Linked DNA regions of Zea mays: region 1 is linked to region 2. A link is a contact called in public Hi-C data. All regions are on one chromosome and are shown on one strand. The core of a region is the stretch at or near the end of the contact, and the rest is flanking DNA. Distances in the headings are between cores, read along the strand shown.

Region 1 (4,301 bases), core at 1,317-3,816, 320 kb after region 2:
GGTGAATAGGTGATCCTGTAAAACTTAAAATTTATTGCCACAAAAACTTGGTTAAGTGTTAGTGCAATAGGATCAAGTGGATGGAGAGGAGTACTTGTGAAACACAGAAACCACAGAGAAATAACATAGTAGACACACTGGTTTATCCCGTGATTCGACCAAGTACAAAACTTGCCTGCTCCACGTTATGGTGTCCCAATGGACGAGGGTTGCACTCAACCCCTCTCAAGTGATCCAATGATCAACTTGAATACCACGGTGTTCCTTTTTCTTATCACCTTTCCTGTTTGCGAGGAATCTCCACAAGTTGGAGTCTCTCGCCCTTATAACAAATATCAAAGTGAAAGCACTAGAGTAAAGGAGGGAAGCAACACACACAAATCCCAGCAATATGCACACACACAAGCCAAGACTTGAGCTCAAATGAAACACAACAAGTTCACCACTAGAACGGAGCTCAAATCACTAAGAATGTCAATCGAGTGTGCGAGGATGGAGTGCGGGAGTCTTAGAATGTTCAGAGTATGCTTGGTGTTCTCCTTCATGCGCCTAGGGGTCCCTTTTATAGCCCCAAGGCAGCTAGGAGCCGTTGAGAGCAATCCAGGAAGGCAATTCTTGCCTTCTGTCGGGTGGCGCACCGGACAGTCTGGTGTGCCACCGGACAGACACTGTTCAGTGTCCGGTGCAGATTGCTTTCCTAAATTGGCGCAGCCGACCGTTGAAGATTTAGAGTCGTTGGCGCACCGGACAGTCCGGTGCCCCCATCAGACCGTTGGCTCGGCCACGCGTCACGCGCGGATTGCGCGGCCGACCGTTGGCGTGGCCGACCGTTGGCTCACCGGACAGTCCGGTGAATTTTAGCCGTACACCGCCGACGAATTCCCGAGAGCGGCCAGTTGACCAGACGCCAGCCTGGCGCACCGGACACTGTCCGGTGCATCCAGACTGCGCAGAGTCTTGGCAGCTCCAGTCAAGTCTTTTTTCCTTTTGTGTTTTCTCTTATTCTAGCACTTAGACAAATATGTTAGTACACAAAAACCAATGTACTAAGTCTAGAATCATAACTTTGTGTTGATTTTCACTTCATCCACTATTTGACACTTATTAATACTTAAGGCATTTGTGTTGGACACTTAATCACCAAAATCCTTAGAAATGGCACAAGGGCACATTTCCCTTTCAAGAGTATAATTTTCGAATCTATCTCCATATCAAGGTCAAACGAAAAGGTTTAGGCCCTGTTTCAATCTCGCGAGATAAACTTTAGCAACTATTTTTTAGCTACCTTTAGCCATTTGTAATCTAAACAGGAGAGCTAATGGTGGTAATTGAAGCTAAACTTTAGCACTTCAATTCATATAGCTAAAGTTTAGCAGGAAGCTAAACTTTATCCCGTGAGATTGAAACGGGGCCTTAGTTTCACAATAAATCTACCTCCGTATGAGGCCAAATGAAAAAAGGTTATTGTTCATATGCTAATGAATAAGTCGAGGGCTATTTATTCACTCCCTTACGTAGCATTTTATTTTTAAAAAATATTTTTTTATCTGACTTTGTATGAAAGTAAAATTTATATGAAGGTAAAGGTGACCAATATAGTGCTTATAACCTTTCAGTTTTTTTGAAACCTTTTGGGTGCCAAAAATTAGCAATATAGTGTTTAGATACGTATTTGTAAATTTGAACAGTATGTTTATTATTGTAGCTGAACACTATGTTTATTATTTTGGTGTAATGGTGACCTTCAAAAGAAAAGATAACTATGTCTTGAAATATGAAAATGTTTATTATTTTTATGTTCATTTTATTTATTAATGTTTTCTAGGTGATTTGTTATTCTTAAGATTTATCTGTTCAATCTCTACTATCTATTAAGTCAATAGTGTAGACTATCTTTGTGCCCCCACTTCCCCTCTCCACGTGTGCCCCCACCTCCGCGACATCCACGCGACTCCACGCACACGGAGCTCCGACTCCACGAAACCCTCGCCCACCTGCGTCGGATAGCCAATCTCCGCACGCGACCTCCGCAACCTCCATAAACTGCTATTGTAGCTCCATGACATTTGCGCCGACGACTCCGCGGCCTCCTCCACCACGATGACTCTACAACACCGTGCGCCCCATCGCAAAAACCTACGCAATGCGCCATGCGGCTCCCACCCGCCGTGCCCCCGCCTTCCCTCCGCATACGCCATGCTTGTCGTTTCGTATATATGTTTTATACTATTTTTTACTTCTGTGGCAACACACGGGCACATATCTAGTCATTATATTATGCTACTAATGGTACGGTATACGTTAGCAGGTGCGGATATACGTAAAATATGAGCATCTAAATTTGTGCTACAACCACAATTTGCAAATAAAAAATAGAAATCCTGAACATTGAAATGACGTAATTTAAATCTCACCGTTGCGATTGGCTGTAAGATTTCTTTTTTTGCATTTCTCCATTTGATGAGGCAATTAATTATGCAAAAGACGAGATATATAAATAAACACTTTTCTGGGCTTTGAAGCCTTTGATCCTCGCGCGACGGCCCATCAGGTACTTCCACTCCTCGTCGCCGGAGCACACCCAAACCCCAGGTTCCCCGCCCCAACTCAACTTCTCCGCCGCCGACCGCACCGTCTCGTACTCGTGCACCGCGCGCGCCCCGCAGCTTGCGTCATCCCACGTCCTCGCGCGGTCTGCGCCTTCTTCGCGGCCGCCTCATCTGCCCGCCCCTCTCCACCAAGGAGCTCGGGCACCGGCTGCCACTGCACGATCCTGCGCCGGCGACCGTTTGACGCCGCCGCCTCAGCAGCAGCAGCAGCAGCAGCGTGCTACTTCACTTGGCACGCTCTCCTTCTGGTATGAAGGCATCTTGCGGCCGCGGGGAATATCGATCTTAACATTTGCCTTATTTGGCGTACTTTTATTTTCGCGTGCAGACTGGGCGCTGAGGGTGCGGAAGCTGGAGTCGTCATCGATGGCGACCGTGGAGTAGCACCCCAAAGCTGGCGCGCTTTTCTTGCCGTCCTGCCAGCGCTTCTAGCTTGGTTTCCCCATGATCCTCCGCAGCGCACTAAGGGCTGGTCGCAGCCTCCGGCGGGTTCCCCTGGTTCAGCTCATTGTGGAACACGGTGAGCCGTACCGAGCACCACACCGGTGTGCTACTGATACCCAGGATGGTGAAGAATCATCGGCTGTTTTGAATTGGTGGGGGGACACTCCAATCGGTCACAGGTATCAGTTGCGGGCTTACTCGCCTGCTCCTGCACATGTTAGGGATGAGAAACCCTTGGATCATGACGATGGGGCGGTAATGGCGGATAAGGAGGTCAATCGAATGAAGAAGATGCGGGTGTTCTGGACCGCACAGCAGACTTTCATGGAGTACCTCCATGTCACACGGGGGCTGAGCTTTCCCGACGCGGAGCATATAAGCAAGCACTCACCTGTCTTTGTGAGCAATCTGCTGCACCAGGTGAAGGATGCTATCAAGGACCCTGTGGAGGGGGATGAGGCAGCGTTCAGGTCAAAGGTGAAGACAAAGGAGATAAGGGATGAGAGGGCCACCAAGGCGTTGGAGCGTCTATTCAGGTATTATCCGATCAATGAGTTCGAGCCATTCTTCGAGAGCATGGGCCTCAAGCCGAGTGAGTACCAACCCTTTCTGCGTCGGGATCTCATGTTTCTTTCCGATGACGAGACGGTGCTGGAGAACTACCGTGTTCTTTGCAATTATGGGGTTATGCGCAATAAGATAGGGCAGATATACATTGGTGCTGCGGAGGCTTTCAGTTTTGGTGATGGTGTGCTTGCGTCCAAGCTCAGAGCTCTTGAGGATCTAGGGTTCAGTAAGTCCACTGTGATAAAGCTTATGGCCTGTTGCCCTGCCGTGTTGACATGTGGCCCACATGCCGAATTGAAGATCATAGAGTGGCTAGATGACATTGGCATTCAGAGAGACTGGATTGGTCAGTTCTTATCCGTAAAGAAGTCGTATAATTGGAGAAAGATGGTTGAAGTTCCTCAGTTTCTTGCTGAATTGGGATTCGATAACGAGGGTATTGGTAAACTGATCAGGCAACACCCAGATTTCTTGTTGGATGGCTCTGGAAATGCACTGTTTAGGGCAGTTGTCATTATGCTGAAAGCAGGGTCCGGAAAAGGAGACCTGTTCAATCTTTTCCTGGACTTCCCAGACGTACAGGCGAGGAGTTTTGCGAGGAACATACAGAGCGTTACGCTATTCTTAACTGACATCGATGTGAGCGAGGAGGATATTAAGAAGTTCGTGGTAGCGAACGCC
Region 2 (4,273 bases), core at 1,336-3,835:
AGGGACCATCGACATACCTAACAAACAATAAGCATTTGAGAGTTACAATCCATGATATCTCGTAATGAAATAATCCAAGACTAAGAGAAACAGTTCTAGTACAATTAATTGGAAAGCATTAGGCATTTGTTAAACGCCTGAACCACACCTGCTGTCATTTTGATTTCGAGAGCACAGTTCACATCTTAGTTTGAATTGAAGTTAATAACATGACAACATGAGTCTATAGAACCATAACCAACACTAAAGTTCAGTGGATATTCTAGATTCCACAGCCCACTGGAACACATTTTGATGGTATAGGCTACATTTATGATAAAAAAAGTCAGCAACATAACCCAAATAATCTTACCTTGAAAAGTGGGGACCTGAAGCAACTTTGACAACAAGCTGCGAGACCGTGCATATATCTCAACCCGGGTACCATGCTCAAATGGCTCATTTTCAATGAATCTCTGCAACAGGACCTGGAATTGTTGGAATGCTTGAGCAGCACAGCTGTAGGTTGTAGGATTATCAGGTTGTGCTGCAACAATAAGACTCAGGTGCACATAGGTGCAATGCAGAGCCTCCCAGCTTAATGAAACATGAGCAACATATGCAGTCTCAAGTGTCTGATGTGGATCATCTGCACTTTGCTGTTGTTGAAGTTGTTCACAATCTTCTGGGAGCTCATCCTTTCTTTTGAATGAGAGGCTGCGTAGAGTAGACGCCAATTTTGATGCTGATCTTGGAGACTTTTTTGGCGTGTTCAGTGACTCTACAGAGGTTTTTCCGAACCATCAGAATAGCTAAAGTATGCAGATGGGGTTATTTAAATATTTGAAAAATCATTGGCAGTCTAGCAAACAGCAGCAAAATGACAATGTCAAATCCATTAAGCAATAGTAAAGACAAAAGAAAAATTACGCTGCTAGAGCGGATACTAAATCCTGAATCCTGAAAGCAGTAAATAAAATATGCTGAAGAGAAACATAATATTTCACACCAAATACCACCTGAATCCAACACTGGTACATAGGTGCCCGACCTGACTACCCGAGTCACAAAAAAAAAATCTAGGACTCCAATATCTGAGTACTGCTAAGCACAAGATGACAACAGTGGTTGATTGTGTTTTTCTTGCCCATGCTAAGGTGTCTGATGCTACGGCTTCATTCTAAAAGAGGAAATGTTTGAGAAAGAATACAAGTGAAAATTGTGGGCATACCAAATTACGCATGCAACTACCATGGACCACTTGTTTCATCATTAAGCCTCTTTACAGTAGGGACCATATAAAATGCTAGCAAGTCGCCATGTTGACTATAATCTATAACAGTAGAATAGCAACAACTGGGCCTTGATAACTAAGAAGTATCCAAGACAAACATGCTAAATTATAGCATCAGACTAGGTACATGCATAATCACACGGCATCACATTACAACCAACTGCATGTGAGAAGCTACAACCAAGCATATAGGAGAACATCCATGATCCATAGTCAGCTGCATGATACATCTTTTACCTGGATCCTTCATGAGCTGCGCGATCATCTTATGAAACACCAGCATCCTCTCGCAGTACTTATCATACAGTGAATCAAACCCACACAGCGGGAAGCCATCGCCAACGCCCGTCTCCAGCCACTCCCTGGGGCTGCCCCCTTCCTCCTCCCCGCTGTCATCCTCGACCTCGGCACACTCCTCCTCAGGGATGAGCACCATGAAGCTGTTCTTCCTGAGCTCCTTGAGCCTCCGCTTCACCTCATTGGTGATGAAATCATCGTCGTCCTCATAGTCCTCCTCCTCCTCTTCTTCAACCACCCCATTGCCCGCGCCTGTACCCTCTGCCGCCGCCTCGGCATTGGTCCTCTCCCCAATGCCCGGCTTCAGCTCCTCCAGGCCCCGGGGGGTCAAACCCCCGGCGCTGTCGTCGTCGGATTCAACTGCCTCTCCCCCACCCCCGGCGCTCTTCTTCCCCTTCGCGAGCTTCTTAATCTTGAAGAAATCCATTAGCACGGTGTTGCCCGAGGCTATGGTAACCCCGAAGGCTCAAACAGACCCTCCCAAAAAGATCCCTCCTTTTTTCTTTTCCTTTTCGCCGATCCTTGATCCCAAAGTTGGCCGAGCAGCTTTGGTTTCCTTTTCCTGCAAACAGCACAGGAATCAGGGAGCGGACGGATAAAAGAAACCCTAAGAAATCGCGGGCTCGCGCCCGTGCTCGGCGGCCGAAATACCTCGAGAGAAGCGGTTACCCAGACGCCTGCAGCGGCTCGAATGCACGAGACCAGCCCAAGATCCGCCGAATCTGAGCCCAAGTCCCTCCGCCCTGGGGAAACCGGTTCACGGCTGCGACGGCGAGGCGGCGGCGGCGACCAGCATCTCCCCTGGATCGTGAGGTTCCCGGAGTGGTCGGCGCTGCGCAGCGCTGCTGGTTTCGTCGTCGCCTGGGACAGGGGGGGGGTCTAAAGACTGGTCAGAGCCGGAGGCGGAGTCGGCTCCTGGGGGCTCGCCGACTCTGGTCCGTTCGCCTCGTCGGTGTTTAAGCGGGCTCGAGGGTTTAAGCGGGGGAGCGACCGCCGCTTTGGGCTGTGGACTGTGGTTAGCGGTGGTGACTGTGGTTAGCGGGTGGTCACTCAGGTATAGAATAGAAGCACGAAGGGCACGAGTTGTGAGGGAAGGGGGGAGTGTGGAGTGCATCGGAGACCGCGTACGACGCGTGTCTCCGTCGCTGGTGTCCCTGCAGTGGGACCCGCTGCATCTGCATGGGTGGCTCTGGGCCGCATCGGAGGTGACGAGGCCCAGATAGACAAACAGAAGGGGCTAATGGAGGCCCGGTAAGCATCGGAGGAAATGAAACCAATATCTCGGTAGTACGAGCCATTGGCAAATGGCAACCAAACTTTCCGACACCGGCCCAGCGACATGTGTGTATTTCGACTAGAAAGTCTGCGTGCAGGGCGGTCGACAAACGTGTTTTATATCCACTATCTTTGGATTGTCATAACAAACATTTTTTCGTTTAAATTGGTGGATTCGAAATACATACATACCGGTACGAGTGATCAAAACATTACAGCTCCTCATATGAAATCATTAAGTTTCCATGCGTTCGCCAAGAATACACAAAGAAAAAATATACTGTATTTTTTTTGAAAGGTGGATGCACAATAATAAGGGGTTAGCTGTAGGTTAGCTGTATATAGCACTGCGTGAATAAGTTGCATGTGGCATGGGCAGTCCGTGACTCCGTGGCATATCTGCCATAGTACAATCTCCCACATCGGCAGCGTTAGAGCGTTAGATTAGGTCTAGTTCCGTTTGTTTCAACTTTTTTCTGATTCTATGGACTCTTAAACGTCTAATTTTTTACCTGTTTTATAGGATCGTTTTGAAAAAAAAACTATTTAAAATCAATGTAAGCACACAATCGATCGAAATGTCACGATAAAATCTATCACTTCTAAGATTCTAAATCGTACGGACCCTTCATACGTACGTACTTAGATCTGCTATACAGCCAAATTATTCTTACGACTAGATTCTCAGAAAGGCTAGTAAAAAAACTAAAACAAGCATGCCCTAGATTAGATTAGATGAGGGTGGTTTAGAGAGATTTGGAGTACATGATATGCATAGCAGGTCCGGCATAGGTTCCCGTTAAATTTAGACCCAAAAAAAAACTGCATTCCAAACTGTTCTTTAAATGCTAGTCAAAACGGGTAGTTGCCGCAGCATTTGTTTCAAAAGAGAGAGAGTACAAGTCTCTGTATAGTCCTCCACGTTTTTGACCTCAGTTATGGTCTCTCTCACATGTCTTAAAACCACGCTTTTGACCACAATTATCAAAGCTTCACTTCATATCCCCATTTCATGTCGCATCTATATTAGATGGTGTTTGGTTCGCATATTTGTAAAATGATGGATAACTGATAATGTTAAATTATATTTATTTAAGTTTAATTGTAATCAAATACCGCACTAGAAAGTATTGGTATATTTAAACTTATTACCGTTGGCACTTAAGCGTGGATTATTACCATAACTATTTACGTTACGTTTTATGAACCAAACGACTCCTTGATGCTTTCTAGATAGATTAAAGCGGTTTTGGTCTAAGGCAAAGTCCAATGGTATTGTTAGGTCTTGTTGCAACCTTTATAGCTAATAGGTACATGCTAAAATTAGCTGTAAAAGTCCAAACGCAGCTAGTTAAGACTATTCTCAAAGTATCATACTTCAATATCAAAAAATATCATATAGGATGAAAAGTATGATACAACTACATG

What was found. Hi-C and Micro-C count contacts between places; a contact is called where the count stands out from the background.
Region 1: a Hi-C map of leaf shows a contact between it and region 2, with 4 times the contacts expected there. The contact joins the promoter of LOC100286156 here to the promoter of LOC100276101 in region 2. A contact is called at or near these places in 3 of 25 Hi-C or Micro-C datasets (ear, leaf and tassel).

What each region holds. Positions count from the first base shown.
Region 1 is chr1:195,299,457-195,303,757 of Zm-B73-REFERENCE-NAM-5.0, forward strand. LOC100286156 reads left to right here and starts at 2,567. Exons shown (of 2, transcript NM_001159044.2): 1 at 2,567-2,857; 2 at 2,938-4,301. The coding sequence starts at 3,054.
Region 2 is chr1:194,980,075-194,984,347 of Zm-B73-REFERENCE-NAM-5.0, forward strand. LOC100276101 reads right to left here and starts at 2,586. Exons shown (of 5, transcript NM_001374096.1): 1 at 2,222-2,586; 2 at 1,511-2,132; 3 at 353-760. The coding sequence starts at 1,997.